Regions from separate parts of the Zea mays genome. Here regions 1 and 3 are each linked to region 2. The links are chromatin contacts, called in public Hi-C maps. All regions are on one chromosome and are shown on one strand. The core of a region is the stretch at or near the end of the contact, and the rest is flanking DNA. Distances in the headings are between cores, read along the strand shown.

What was found. Hi-C and Micro-C count contacts between places; a contact is called where the count stands out from the background.
Region 1: a Hi-C map of ear shows a contact between it and region 2, with 2.4 times the contacts expected there. The contact joins the promoter of LOC100284695 here to the promoter of LOC100383982 in region 2. A contact is called at or near these places in 2 of 25 Hi-C or Micro-C datasets (ear and tassel).
Region 3: a Hi-C map of leaf mesophyll shows a contact between it and region 2, with 3 times the contacts expected there. The contact joins the promoter of LOC103626591 here to the promoter of LOC100383982 in region 2. A contact is called at or near these places in 4 of 25 Hi-C or Micro-C datasets (ear, leaf, leaf mesophyll and 1 more).

The regions. Positions count from the first base shown.
Region 1 is chr5:78,472,772-78,477,143 of Zm-B73-REFERENCE-NAM-5.0, forward strand. LOC100284695 (UL36 tegument protein) reads right to left here and starts at 1,275. Exons shown (of 3, transcript NM_001196801.1): 1 at 645-1,275; 2 at 378-513. The coding sequence starts at 1,225.
Region 2 is chr5:78,780,099-78,785,169 of Zm-B73-REFERENCE-NAM-5.0, forward strand. LOC100383982 reads right to left here and starts at 1,800. Exons shown (of 5, transcript XM_008645913.4): 1 at 1,416-1,800; 2 at 784-1,322; 3 at 507-554; 4 at 1-367. The coding sequence starts at 1,488.
Region 3 is chr5:78,300,744-78,305,658 of Zm-B73-REFERENCE-NAM-5.0, forward strand. It overlaps LOC103626591 (phosphopantetheine adenylyltransferase-like), which reads left to right and starts at 3,405. Exons shown (of 6, transcript NM_001329681.1): 1 at 3,405-3,670; 2 at 3,950-4,021. The coding sequence starts at 3,470. It overlaps LOC100191344, which reads left to right. Exons shown (of 4, transcript NM_001136778.1): 2 at 923-1,025; 3 at 1,254-1,462; 4 at 2,263-2,708. The coding sequence ends at 2,524.

The DNA of each region.
Region 1 (4,372 bases), core at 25-2,524, 310 kb before region 2:
TCAGATAAGTAGCAATTAACATCCACAAATATTCATCACAAATTTGGATGACGCAAAGTTTAGCACAGGATAGGACGATCAGAATGCAGGCATTTGGTGCGTATCATATGAAGAGGCGATGAACTAACCATGCCGACTTCAATCCAGGCAGCAAATGGAGGGAGCATAAATTAACCAAGGAGTGTATCAGCAATCACAAGTAAGTCATCTCCTTCACCACCAGATTAAAAAGCCTATACTGTGCTTCAGTAAGACGACTTCTACCAATTCCTCTTCCTCGGTGTAACATCATAGCAAGGAGGGCAACCATTTGCACAGCCGTAAACAAGCCTACGAAGAGCGAGCGGTAAAGACGACACGAGGCAGCAGGCACACACCTGATCCATGGTGAAGTCGAAGAGATCACGCTTGGGATGGGGAATCAAATGCTTGTTCCTCCTCATGAGCTCGGCGAGCGCGACGAACTGGAACACCGAGTACAGGAAGCCGACGACGTTGACGGCCTCCGAGTACCTGCGCACGCAGCAGAACGGATGGCTTACGCGTGAACGGAGTCGCCAACCCAAGCTATACATAGAAAACCCTAGCAGGCGAGGCGAGTGAGCGCCGTAGGAATCAAGGGGATTTCGTGTGCGCGCGCGTACCGGAACTGGGCGTAGTTGCTGTAGGAGTCGCGGGCCCAGCCCCTGCGAGTGTCGGAGGCGAGCACGGCGAGCGCGGCGAGGCAGAGCCCCGCGGCGGCGGCCCTGGCCAGCAGCGCGGCGCGCTGCATCACCGCGGCCCGGCGCTTGCGCGACAGAATGGCGGGCACGACCCGGTCGGCCGACCTGACCTGCGCGTGAGGAGGCGGGGCCCTTGGAGCTGGAGCCGGAGAGGCAGCGGGAGGGGGAGGGGGAGCCGCAGGCAGAGGCGGGGCGGGCGGGGGCGTCTTCGCGGGCTGCTGCCGCCGCGGCGCGGGCGGATCGTGGCGAGCGCGACGGCCGCCGTTCCACGAGTACCACCCGCCTCCGCCGCCGCGGCCAGGGTTCGGTTCGGCGGTGTGCGACGTGGCGCGCGGCGGCACGTACCTGGCGGCGGCGGCGGCGTGGTGCGTGGAGGCGACGACGACGTCCTCCGGGGACGCGGCGGCGCCGGGGAGCTTCTCCGTGTCGGCCAGCCACTCGCCGCTGCCCGCCCTGTCGCGCGTCGGCGACGGGGTGGCCTGCTGCTGCGCCTGGAGCGCCATGTGGGTGGAGGCAGAGGAATACACTGGGCTGTTTTTCCGTACGAGTCTGGGATAGTAATACTCGGTGGTTACCCGTTGGCCGTTGCCATCTGTACTAGTGAGAAAGCTTCTGCTTCTGTTGAGTTGACAGTCGGGTTGGACCGGACCGGAGCAGCCCAAATGAAACGTGCAGTCGGGCTGGACCGGACTGGATGCGTGGGGTTGAGATCTAGCGTTGATCACGGCCCACCAAACTGTCAGCTTGTGCTGCTCAGTTGAGTTGACAGTCGGCATTCATTTGCTAAAAAACATCAGATTAGCTGCTGACCAAGATGCGTGCATGCTCGGCCCGCGAGACACGTACGGCCGCTTGTGCACTCCCAGACCCAGTTTCCCACAATCCCACTGCATGGTCTTGGTCTGGGTCTAGCTGTCTAGCCACGCCATACACATGCACGCCACGCCAGGAAGCAGGAGCAGAGGAGCACACTCTAACTCTGCCAACCAACAGGGCACCCGAGAACCGGTCCATACTCCATCCACCTCTCGACCATCTCCACCCACTCACCGCTGGCAGCGGCGCCCGGCCAGCCGCCCAGCTCCGGTCCCGACCCTTTACTTTCGCTCGACTACCCGCCGGGCCGGCCCATCACACCGTTCGTCGCTCGCTCGTACGCCATGGCGGAAGCCTCTTCGCCGTCGTCGTCGCCGCTGCGCGTCCCGCCGCAGCGGGCCGTGGCACTCGTCGCCGCGCTCCTCGTGCTCGTGCTCCTCCGCGCGCCGTGCGGCGGCGCCATCAGGCCGGTGCGCGAGGGGGCGAGTAACGGTGGCGCCGCTACTGTTGCGCGGGCGCAGGACGGCGGTCACCGCCACCGGGCAGCGAGTACGACGGTCGGCGGCCGCGCTCACACCCCGCCGTCCGGCCCGTCGTGGAACCACAACTGAGCCGAGCGTACGGTGCTCGTCGTCGTACGTCCAGCGCGTGCGCTCGGGTCGGATCGAGCTCCCCTCGCCGCCGAGCCGATCGTCAAGGTTCACGGCCGGTCGGCTGTCCGTGTCCGGCCTGGAGCGTAAAAAACAAAAAGTTTCCCGTTCATCCTTTTCCTAGCTCACGTGGTCCGTTCCAAATTATAGTTCGTCTCGGTTTATTTACGAATTCAAAGCATCTCATCTCAGGTTCGGTCGCAGTCGCAGCATTGTTTTCGTGACACCGACACAGTCCACCTGCCCCCACCGAGGTTGTTCATCGTCGAGCAGAGCAGCATATCCGATAATCCAATGCTAGACGAAGCAGCACATTATTTAAATTATTCAAATCAGGAAATTTTGGGAAACCCAGGAGATGTGTCAGAATCTAGCATGCGGTTGCATCTCAAAACTTTGCACTTGCATTAGCGCCATTGCTCCCGAGTTACCTCGTTCGGCTGCCCTATAGCCACAATAGTTGTTCGGACTAGAGACAGAATAATATAGAATCCGTAGCCACATTAATAGTGTGTTTGGTTTGAGGAATGAAGTGATCCATCTTCTTCTCACTCCTCACTTTTTTTTATTTGGTTTGTGGAATAGAATGGGTTGATCCATCACCGCCTCATTCCTCATAAGCTAATAATTAGTATATACATATAGGCTGTTTGGTTTGAGGAATGAGCTAGTCCATTATCTTCTCACTCCTCACTTTTTTGTTTGGTTTGTGGAATGGAATGAGTTGATCCATCATCACCTCATTCATTATAGTTAGTTAGTTAGTACTAATATGAGGAATGAGGTCATCCCACCAAATTTGAGGAATGGACCCATGATGCACCACTATATTTTGGATGAAGTGATTCCTCAAACCAAACACCCCAATAAGGAGTGGGTTGATTCCACCAAAATTAATGGAATAAAATTATGATGCATCACCTCATGAAGCATAGAGTGACTCCACCAACCAAACACACCATAAAAGCCGCAGCGAATAAGCTGGAGCTACCTCGTCTAACAGTTCATGAGCCAGCGCAGCCTCTTTCGCACCCTCGCGTCTCGGAGACTCATTCTCCTGGGAAGGGAAACATTTGTTAGGTTAATGTCGTCTGGCTCGGACACTCGCTTGTGGGATCGAGTCAGACTCAAGGCTGCCGTAGCTTGGACTTCTTTCGCTGCTTGCCTCCTGGAACGGAAGATACAACATGCAATATCAATCAATGGGAAACAACACAGCACAGAGCCGTTGCTGACTGGGAGACATAAGCACCCCCTCTTTTCCAGCACAGGCTGCATTAGCTGCTGTTCTTCTGGATCATATCGAGTCAAACTGTCAAATGGAAATGTAATAATCTGATGATTGAAGGAACAGTCGGTGGATTCAAGACCTTTGGGAGAACAATGTGCAAGTCATTCATGTTTGGTTCGATGACTAACTTACCACATTTTGCCTAACTTTTATATTTGAGGTTAACTAACTTTAGACAAAGTGCGGGCCATGAACCAAACAGCCCCGACACGGTCATCAGCGAGTTACTAATTACAGTTGGGCGGCATTGCATATTTGTGGAAGACACGGTTTCACATTTGGACCGAACAGTAACCATTCTGAGGGGCGAAATTCTCGCTCACCTCTGTACCGCTTGCTCACAGTTCTTTCTTGATTCGGGCGTTGGGCCCACGTTTGGGCCGGCCCAGCAATTGGCGACTCTTTCCTTAAGAGCATCTCCAATAACAAACCCTAAAATAGAGTCCTAAAATTTGAAATAGAACCATATTTAGAATGTTTAGGGTCTCAAAAGAAATGTTTACTCCAATAGTCAGGCCTTAAATAATGCTATTTAGGAAATAAATGGTTAGAGGTTAAGTGAAAATGAGGATAGGGCTCCAGTATATGGGTACTATATTTAGGACCCGAGAGACCGGCCCTATAACCATTTGATGAAATTTTATAAAATAGGGCCGCTGTTAGAAGAATGTTTTATGGTTTTGAGCCCTATATTTAAAATAGGACCATGTTTAAAGACTCTCTTGGAGATTCTCTAACCTGGTTACCCGGTACCAAATGAGATATTTGCATTCTTGTTGTTGGCTTGTTGCGTGGGAAAAAACATCATGTAATCCAAACCTAACGTGCTCCCGAATTATTCTATATATATATATATATATATATATATATATATATATATATATATATATATA
Region 2 (5,071 bases), core at 550-3,049:
CGCAGAACCGCGCGTGGTGCGCCAGCGGGTACGCGTCCATGGAGTACTTGGTGACGTCGGCGCAGAAGAGGGGCCGCCGCGCCGCGGCCGCTTCCTCCACGAGCCCGCCCCGGCCGGACCGTAGCCGCAGGTGGTGCTCCACGCAGGCCTCGTGGAAGCCGAGCAGGTTTGGGTTTGGGTCCGCGCCGGTGAGGTAGAACGGTGCGCCGGCAGCCGTCAGGGAGGCGTGCTCCGTGTCGGTGCTGCAGCGCCTGCACCTGGTCCAGGCCTGCGCTAGTGGCAGCTTGTGAGCCTCGCCTACTTGGTTCAAGATGTCTGCAACCTCCGACATGGCCACCTGAGCCGCCGCCCCATCGTCGTTGCATGCCTGGCTCGTGAGAAATCAACGGCACTGGACTGGATCAGTCGATGAACATGGTATGGTCGTGATCGATGGCATCGAATGTTTATTTCCCCAAATTTTGCTTAGATTTCATGTGATGGCATTCGCATCGCACGGCACGCACCTCGGGTGCTGGGCGGCGGCAGATCTCGGAGCCCCTCAACGCCACAGCCTGCATTGCATTGGCATGGACGTGAACACGAGTTTGGAAAGCAGATGATATGATCAGAAGATCCAAATACCAAATGGACGAAATTGCGCCGTTTTGATCGCATTATTTGGTCACATTTCATGGACTAGACGAATAGTGTATGCTGTTGTTGCATCTGCAGCAAGACTGGGCGATGGATGGGGCAGGTAGCTTAGCTAGGCAGACGAAAGAGTTGGAGCAGAGGAGGTACCTGAAGCGCCTCGGAGAGCCTGTCGACGTCGGCGGCGAAGTGGAGCCTGGGCGAGGTGGTGACGAGCTCGAGCACGGCGAGGCAAGCCCCCGTGGCGGGGTCAAGGATGGGCAGCGCGAGCGCGGCCTGGATGTCGTAGATGAGCGCGTAGCTGATGCGCGCGTACTCGCCGGTGCCGTAGTACTGCACGTTGGGCGTCCACTCGGGCTCCCCGGCGTCGAACACCCGCCCCGGCAGGCCCCGCTCCCCGGGCACGGCAGCGCCGCCGACGGGGAAGGCGTGCGCGAGCGACACCGTCCGGTACTGGAACAGGCGGTGGCACCGCGGCGGCGGCAGCACGAAGGGCTGGCCCCGGGTGGCCAGCACGCGCCGGCCCCCGTCCCGCGCCGGCGCCCACACCTGCACCAGCGCCCCGCCGTCGAGCCCCGCCGCGTCCTTGTAGATCCTCAGCGCCCGCGCGATCCGCTCCTTCACCGCGCCGTCGATGCCCGCCTTGTCCTGCGCGCCGCCGCCGCTCGCGCTCCTCCGCTCGCTCCCACCTGCACGCACACACACGGATCCACCCACCGAAACAGCCATGAGCAACCAGCGATCCGAAAGCCGGATCGAGGAGCTAGAGCGCCGCTCCTCACATAAGCTGTCGTCGCCGTGGCCGTGGCCGTCGAGGAGGAGGTCGACGTCGAATCGCTGGAGCACGCCGTCCATGTCGGCCTCTATCTCCGTCACCGTGTCCAGCTTGGCTGGCTCCGCATGCGACGACGATCCACGACGCGGCAAGCAAAGCACAGGACGCAATGTCGAGCCGCAGCTTCCCAAATCTCACCACTCCTCTCAGCAAATACTGAGACCACGCGGCGCGGCAGGTCAGCGCTCGGGCGGCCGCTTGTGTTATTGACCAGTGGCGCCAGGTGGCGGACGGCGATTGGAGGGCCCCGCTGGGATCCATGGAATATTATTGATGCGTTGGTGGATGTGCCGCTGGAGGGATTGGGTTTTGGATCGGACTTGGGTTTAACTAATCCGTGGGCCATTAAATAAATGTATCCATCCATTTATATTTTATATATTTATACTGTTTACGAGTACGAATCTATGATTACTGGATATCACATCTGATAACAAATCTACTAGTAGTACAGTATCGATTTTATATCACAACAGCTAAAAGTTGTTAGCTGATGGTTGTAAAGTTCGACTACATGCAATTTATACTGTCTTTCAAGACCACCCTTTCGCGCTATCTTTCTTATAATATGCCCCTACATTATGACATTTATCAGAGATAAACAAGCCAAATTTTATAAACTTTGCCTAACGGTTATTCAAATCACATACCAGCAAGTTTACTATATAAAATTTGATCTCGTATTCAAAGTGCTTTCGAGATGATATTTGATTCCGTAGACTCCCTGTCGCATGATTTAAAAAATAGTAAAATCTATTTTAAACGACTTCTTAGTTCACTACCAGAATAAGACTCTTTGCCGGGTGTCTGAAGCACTCGGTAAAACCTGAAAAACACTCAGCGAATGTTTTGACAAGTGTGACATTCGACAAAAATAGCTTTGTGAACTGTATATCGGCAACAGCTTCTTAGCCGAGTACTTATTATCGGGCTTCGAGTGTCGCCCAATACTCGGCAAAGAAAAGGCGCCGTCATGGCGGCTGGTGACGGAGACGACGCCTTTGCCGAGTCTACTAGATGACACTCGGTAAAGATAATTTTATTTATCGAGTGTATTAGGTGACACTCGGCAACGAGTTCATCGGCGAACCCCTTTGTCAGTTTCTTTGTCGAGTGTCCTAGGAGGCACTCGGCAAAGCTTGTTTTTTTGTCGAGTGTCAGGGTCGTAGCACTCGACAAAGAGGCTTTATCGGTGCCCAAATGTTCCTTCTTTTGCCGAGTGCTATGGCCTTGACACTCAGCTAAGAGGGTCTTTGCCGAGTGTTGCACTCGGCAAAGTGACCAGTATACACCTTTTTTATTTGTTTTTAATATTCCATCCAAACAAATAAAAGATATCACATAATAATCATAGATATTACATATACATCATAGATATCACATATACATCACAACCTCTACATATAATATCATGAAACATTTTTCAATTTTTTATCACAGACTCTACATATCATGACATGTGGACAAGTTTTATGATTTTTTTGACTTTGTTTGGGTTTTATACAATTTTTAAACAACTTGATCGCAAGTTCGCGGTGATGTTACGTGAGTATGGTGCTCAAAAATTCCGGTCTGCTCTTAAATCGGTCGTAACTTGTGCTAAATAACATGAATATCATTTTTGTATTCACGGTTTTCCATTCTTCAAGTGACTTGCAGTACAAATCTGAATTACCCGAGTAAATTCAATTAAAAAGAACAAAATCTAATAGTTATAGCAAACATTTTGATAATTGTGCCAAAATGAAACATGTAAATTTAAATAGTGTAGAAACATACCACAAAAAAGTTTGGTTGGAAAAAAGGAAAAAATAAAATATACTTTGCCGAATGTTTAATGGTGGCACTCGACAAAGCATGGTTTGCGAGCCTCAGGTTTGAGGCACTCGGCAAAGTAGCTTATTTGTCGAGTGCTAAAGTCCGGCGCTCGACAAATATAACGACCGTCAGCTATAGACGGCTGCTAACGGTCCTTTGCCGAGCACCGTCGTTCGTCAAGTGTTTGACACTCAACAAAGTATCTTCCTATGCCGAGAGTCCTGCTCTCGGTAAACGTGGTCGTTACCGAGAGGAGGACTTTACCGAATTCGAGTGCCCGATAGAAAACACTCGTCAAAAAAGCGACCGATTCCGGTAACGGTTATACCGATCCAAATAGACTTACCATTAATTTTGGAACATAGGAGGGGAACAGCGAAATTTTCATTACGTATTTTTGAAACGCATATACAAAACAAATCGTTTTATTATACGTACCAGTCAATTTTTACACTGCGTGCTGGAGACACTAGATTTTGCTTTTGAGTTTTGAAACATGTGCACACGGACTATACTGATGTTTGGCTGGTCTTGTTTTCTTTTTTCTTTTCGTCATGTTTGAAAGCGTCTCTCTTTACTCGCGGGTCCGGAGGCATTCGAGAGTCGAGACGGGGGTGTCTTTGAAGTTGAACGCCTACGTCGTCTGATTAGCCCGCCATGTTTGCCCAGTTACTTGCGTGGTCAGATTGATTAGGCACCACGTGCTCGGGCCGTGTGGTTCGTCCAAATCTTGGCCGTGTTGGAATGGGTGTCCACGTCAGACGACTGGATTCACTGCTGCTGCAGCAATCAGTCTGTCGAGCTGTCGAGAGATCACGTGCTTTTTCTGTGGGTTGACGAGCTTAAAATTTGTACTGGTTTTTATGTGGGTTGACGAGCTTAGAGTGCGCTAGCTAGATCTATCGTTGCTGATGCATCTGCCGGGATGTTTTTTTTTCTTGATTTGACGAGCTTAGAGCTTAGAGTGCGCTCAGGTGGCGAGATGTTTTTTTCTGGATTTGTATAGGTAGGTAGGGGACATCACTGGATATCAGTTATAACAGTGAAACGCATATCTAGAGTCCAGATGCACTGAACCTGAACCTGGTCGCTACGTGAAAGAGGAGAGGAAGTAACCACTCTCGGACATCTAGATACACTGAACCTGGTCGATGGTCGCTATGTGTGGGAGTGGGATGGGACTGGTAGAGCAAGGGTGGCTCAATAACTGGGCCACAAAGGAAAGGAAACGATGTGGCCTTCTTTTTTTTCCTTGCCCAGCCCGCACAACTACATGGGCCAAGTTTGGTTCATAGAGCCCATACGGAATGGGCTTACGCCGGTGTTTTTGAGTGAAGACTGAAGAGCATCGGGAGATAAGGCATTCCCATGTGGGCCACCACGTCTAGCATGACACAAGCCTGGCTCCGCGGGGAACGTGGCTCTCGGCCGTCTTGTATAACAATAAGCTAGCTAAATCTCTACTATACTTGAAACACCAGTTTTAACGGTCGTCCTACATTATCTTTTTATAAAGAGTGGGAGACACTAAACGGAGTTATCTAACCATGCTCAGGTATTTATAATATTAAATATAAATTATATATATGTATATATAATTTTTTGTAAAATAAAAAAAAATCGTGTCGGCCCGGGCCTCGGTCCAGCACTACGAGCCGAGGCTACGACCCAAGCACCGCACGACGCTCGTGCCGGGTTGGCCCAGTCACTATTAAATGGGTCGTGCCTCGAGCCGGCTCGCGAGACACGGCTCATTTGGCCATCTATACTTCCGCACGATACTAA
Region 3 (4,915 bases), core at 2,155-4,654, 480 kb before region 2:
TGTAACTTATAGGGTGCTCTTCGGCTCACTCCTTTTTAATAAAAATATAGTACATAAATATCTCTGACATCTTACTAATAATAGTATATAAATATATTTTATCTCCGACATCTTGCTAATAATAGTATACAAATATATTTTTTATAAAGTTGTATTAGCTTAATTGATATATGCCTAAATTATTATTATTAGAATGAAATTCAATTCCAAATATCTAAACGGGGCCTTAGGAAAATGGAAATATCCCAAATATCCTTTGGGATAATGTGATTCTTAAACTAGCCCTTAGTTCAGTATACTACATCCAATTCTAGCTGGATAATTAAAAGTGCATGTACCAACATGCCTAGGAGAAAATCTCCATCATATGTTTGGTGTTTTGTAAAATGAATCTCCTTGTGGTTCTCCAGGGCACATGTTCCAGCTCCCAGTGGTAACATAGCAGTATGAAAAATGGTGAGAGAGCAACAACGGTTATCTGTCAGTGACTAGATTGTCTGATAGTGATGCCACAGTGCCGATTCTCTGCTGACACGCGCATGGTTGCTCTGTGCACATTTTCTTTATGGTGATCTGTTATACATCAACTCTGTTACTGACTTTTGTCATCGTTTTTATTATTCTAAAAACCAACGTGTGACCATTTACTTGTTGCGCTGAACTACATTCACACACAGTTGATCCTTTTTCCCTGTATTTCTCATTAGATCTCATTATTTTAATCATTATAACTTCATTCTGGGATAGTTCGGGTGAATATGCTGAATCTAGTCAAGGATATTTTTTTTCCCATTCCTATATTACTTGAAATCCTAGCAAAAACACTTATTTGACTGTTTAATGTTTATATCTGAAATTCATGTCATCAATGTAATATGCATAAAACCTTCTTTTTTTTTTTTTTTTTTTGCTTTCATTCCAGCTATGGTGCTGTACTGGAGAATTTACAATCAAGAGCTGACCTAACTGAGAGAATAAGAGGATGTATTGTAGACTCTGCACCAGTTCTAGAGATAAGACCAGAGGTCCGTATACCTATCCTTTTTTCTTGCTGAATCAGGTATACAATTAAAATAGACTTCTAACACGCTAGAAGAAAATGTTCCAAGATCCTCCATACATTTACAAGTAGATATTTTATATCCTTATCATCTTTTTATCCTGTACTGTGGTTGTCTACCATGCTTTCTGCATGGCATTCTATGCACCGAAGCTTGCTTGCATGGAAGTTCTCATTTTTACGTTGAACTCAGGTCTGGGCGGCCGGGTTCTCTGCTGCAATGTTAAAGAAAAGCAGTTCCATGACTGGTCCTACGACTGAATCTCTTGATGGGCCTGTTGTAAATGGCACCTTGAACAGAGTTGGCTCCAATGTGACGCAACCTTCATGGGGTGAATGTTTTCTCCTGTCAACTCTGCGGAAATTCTTCGAGATTGTTCTTTACGTACCTGATGTAAACAAGTAAGTGCAGTTACAGTTATGAATCGCTGCTCTACTTAAGTGCCATGAACTACCCTGTGCCTGCCAGCGCTCATCAACTATTTTTGCTGTTTTATTTTTGGGTTGGGGTGGGTATTTAGTTAAAAAAATGTGATATCAAATCCTCAGAAGACTCATCAAACAAAAAAACCATAGGTTCTTTTAAGAGGAGAACAAGCGTGTATCAGTTGTTGAATCAAACAGTGGGTCAAAAAAGGCCAGAGGGGGGGGGGGGGGGGGCAATAAGAGCTTCTGTGGTGAAAGTGTTGTTTTATCAACCGTAACCATGTCTGTTACTAATTGCCTAACTAATAGCTAGTTGCTAATACTTTATCAGTTGAGTGTGTTTCGGTCGATCGACTTCCAGTTACCTGCTATCCAAACAATTGTTAGCTGGATGCCCAGTTAACTGTTAGTTGATGTCTTTCTTAGCTGGGCCTGCTTGGAATCCATCCTAGCTAATTTTTAGCACCTAACTGTTAGGGCTTGTTCGGTTAGCTCTCAATCCATGTGGATTGAGTGGGATTGGATGGATTTGAATTCCAAACAAGTTAAACTTTTTCTCAATTTTTTTCAATTTTATTCAATCCATGTGTATTGGGAATAACCGAACAAGTCCTTAGCTGGCTGTATCCAACCCAGGCTCTGGGTCAAACTCATGGAATCCATTTCTTGCTTCTCCTGTTAAGCATTCCTGTACTGTAGCTGTAGACCTTATCTTCTTTTCCCCAGATCTACTACTGTACGCCGTTCGCCTGTTCCGCTATCTGACACTGTTGCAGGCGGCTGTGCAAGGTTCTCTCGGTGCTTTCAGAGCAGCAGCCTCCTTGCCCGCAGTTCTACCTGTACAGCTCGGCCGACCGAGTCATCCCGGCGGAGTGCGTGGAGCGCTTCGTGGAGTCGCAGAGGTCCCTCGGGCGCAGCGTGTTCGCCCACGACTTCGTCTCGTCGCCGCACGTGGACCACTACCGGAGCTTCCCCCACGTGTACTCCGCCAAGATCGACGAGTTCCTCAAGGTCTGCTCCACGGTCGAGGTGTCATGACCAACAGGCAGGGCCGTCGAATCTATCTGTGTTTGGTCTGTTACTCTGTTCTGAGAATGGATAGGTGTTTCTTTGCCACTCAGAAAATCTGATGGTAGGCTCCCAAAGATGTTTGCCTGAGGTTATTGAGATACTGTATGCTTGCTTTGTTTGAGCCTGTTCGCTGGCTGGTTGCAGCGCTGTGAGGCAGCCATTGTACAGCGATTCCGCAGCCGTGGCAGCGCTGCTGCGCTGGGCTGAGCGGCCGAACACTCCCGGCTCGCAGCCATTGTACAGCGCTTTTGAGTATGGATGGGTGTGGTATGCCACTGTGGTGGAGCACGCTGCATCCATCCCGGCTCGCAGTGGAACGAACCGGTACCGGGGTGCGCGATTCCATGTCTCGCTGTTCTATTCTATACGAGAATCGTGTTCCATCTCTACTCCCTGCCACTGCTAGGTCTAGTGCGTCTGTGCGTGCATCGCCTTCTTGACCTCAAGCTGCATAGCACCACTAGGTAGCCGCTTAGCTAGGAGTGATAATGGATTGGATTTAAATGCTTCTTTGTAAAATAGTAGAACTCTAAATAATTTTTAATTTAAAAATAAATATAAATAGTTCTCGATTTTAATCTGATTTAATTTTATATCTTATATTGTAAAATTTAGAACACATTGTCACTATCTTATATTGTAAAATTTAGAACACATAGTCACTCTGGCCGGTAGCCCCGTCAAGGTCGAGGCTGGCGTGTAGTCGTGGCTCTGTTACCGAGGACAAGTAGGACGAGGCCCTTTGTAGGCTGAACCGGACCCACCTATCAGTGAACAGGCGGACAGGTCAGGACTCAGGAGTAGGAGGAGAGCAGCCTCAAAACCAGGCGCACGCACCCGCGAGGCCGCGACGCCACTGACCAACCAGCCAAAAACCCGGCCGCGCGCCTGTTTGTTCGGCCGGAGCGCGCCATGGCCATGGAGGAGGGGTCAGGAGCGGTGGAGAAAGGGCCGGCCGTGGGCACGGTGGCTGACGCCTCCGCCAGCGTCATCGGCGAAGGCGCCGTGAAGGAGGAGGCCGGGGGCAGACGGCAGCCACCGGCCGGCTACGCGGCCGTCGTGATCGGCGGCACCTTCGACCGCCTGCACCAGGGCCACCATCTCTTCCTGAAGGTACGGTACGGGCAACAAGGTCTCCACTCTTGGGCATAACAGTCCAATCGTCGTCGTCTCTTTCGCTGCCTGCGTGTGCGCGTTTGTGTGTGTTCGAAGCGTTGAAACTTCAGCTGATCCTTCGATTCCCCTCCTTTCTTTTCTTTCTTTCTTTTTGTGTGTGTGTGTTTGTTTATTCTGGTTTTTACTAATCTATTCCTAACAACGATGATTTTCCCGTTTCCTCGGTTCGTCCCCCTTTCTCTTCCGAAAACATATAAAGAATCCACGTTGTGGCAGGCGGCAGCGGAGCTGGCGAGGGAGAGGATCGTGGTCGGCGTCTGCGACGGCCCCATGCTCGCCAAGAAACAGGTCAGCTTTCGCGCCAACTGGCCGGATGCATCCGACAATACACTCTCGCTTCTAATCCAAACCCGATCGACGCAAGCACGCTTGCATAGAGCCCGATCACGCCATTGCTTATTCCACGCTAAAACAAACCCCGACCATCGCGTCCCTGCATGCCGCGCAGCGGATGCCACAGCAACGTCAGGCTTTTTAAAATCCCGGGACGTCAGACGTCTCAACCCACACACACGCCCCAGCTGCATGTTCCACATGTGATCCCCATCAACGCATGCTCGCTCGGCCGCTCCCTTTCAAATTGCAAGCCAAGCCGTCTCAAGTCTGTAGCCTCGATTTGGAACTTTGAACGGAGGTAGGTAGGATGGCTTGCGGTCTCAAACTATGCTACCATGTTTGGATGCACTAGAGTAGCTGTTAAAATTAATCAAAGACATCTAAACAGTCTAGCTAGTAGTTTAACTATTAGCTTTTCTTTAGCAAACTAGCTAATTCGACTAATAATTTTTTTATCAAAGAACTATTATCTCTGCATCTAAACACCGGTGTTCAAATGCACTACAGTTAACAGTTAGCTGCTAAAATTAGTTGAACGCAGCTAATAGTTTGGTTATTGGCTACTTTTAGCAGATTAGGTGGCTAATTCTTAGCATCCAAACAGCCCCCCTAATTATAGCGCAACCGCAATGGGACCGAACCAATGGGGGTATGGGCTGACGAGTGGTGGTAATCTAGCGCAATCAGAGACGGCTGAGAGGCACCACAGTCCACAGGAATAGGTCGACATCAAACACTAAAACCATGTCATGATCACCAAATAATGGCCCCATGTCATGATCATCGAACAATGGCCGGGTTTAGCGTTTCAGGTGGTGGGAAACCATACTACTGGTTCACGGTCGT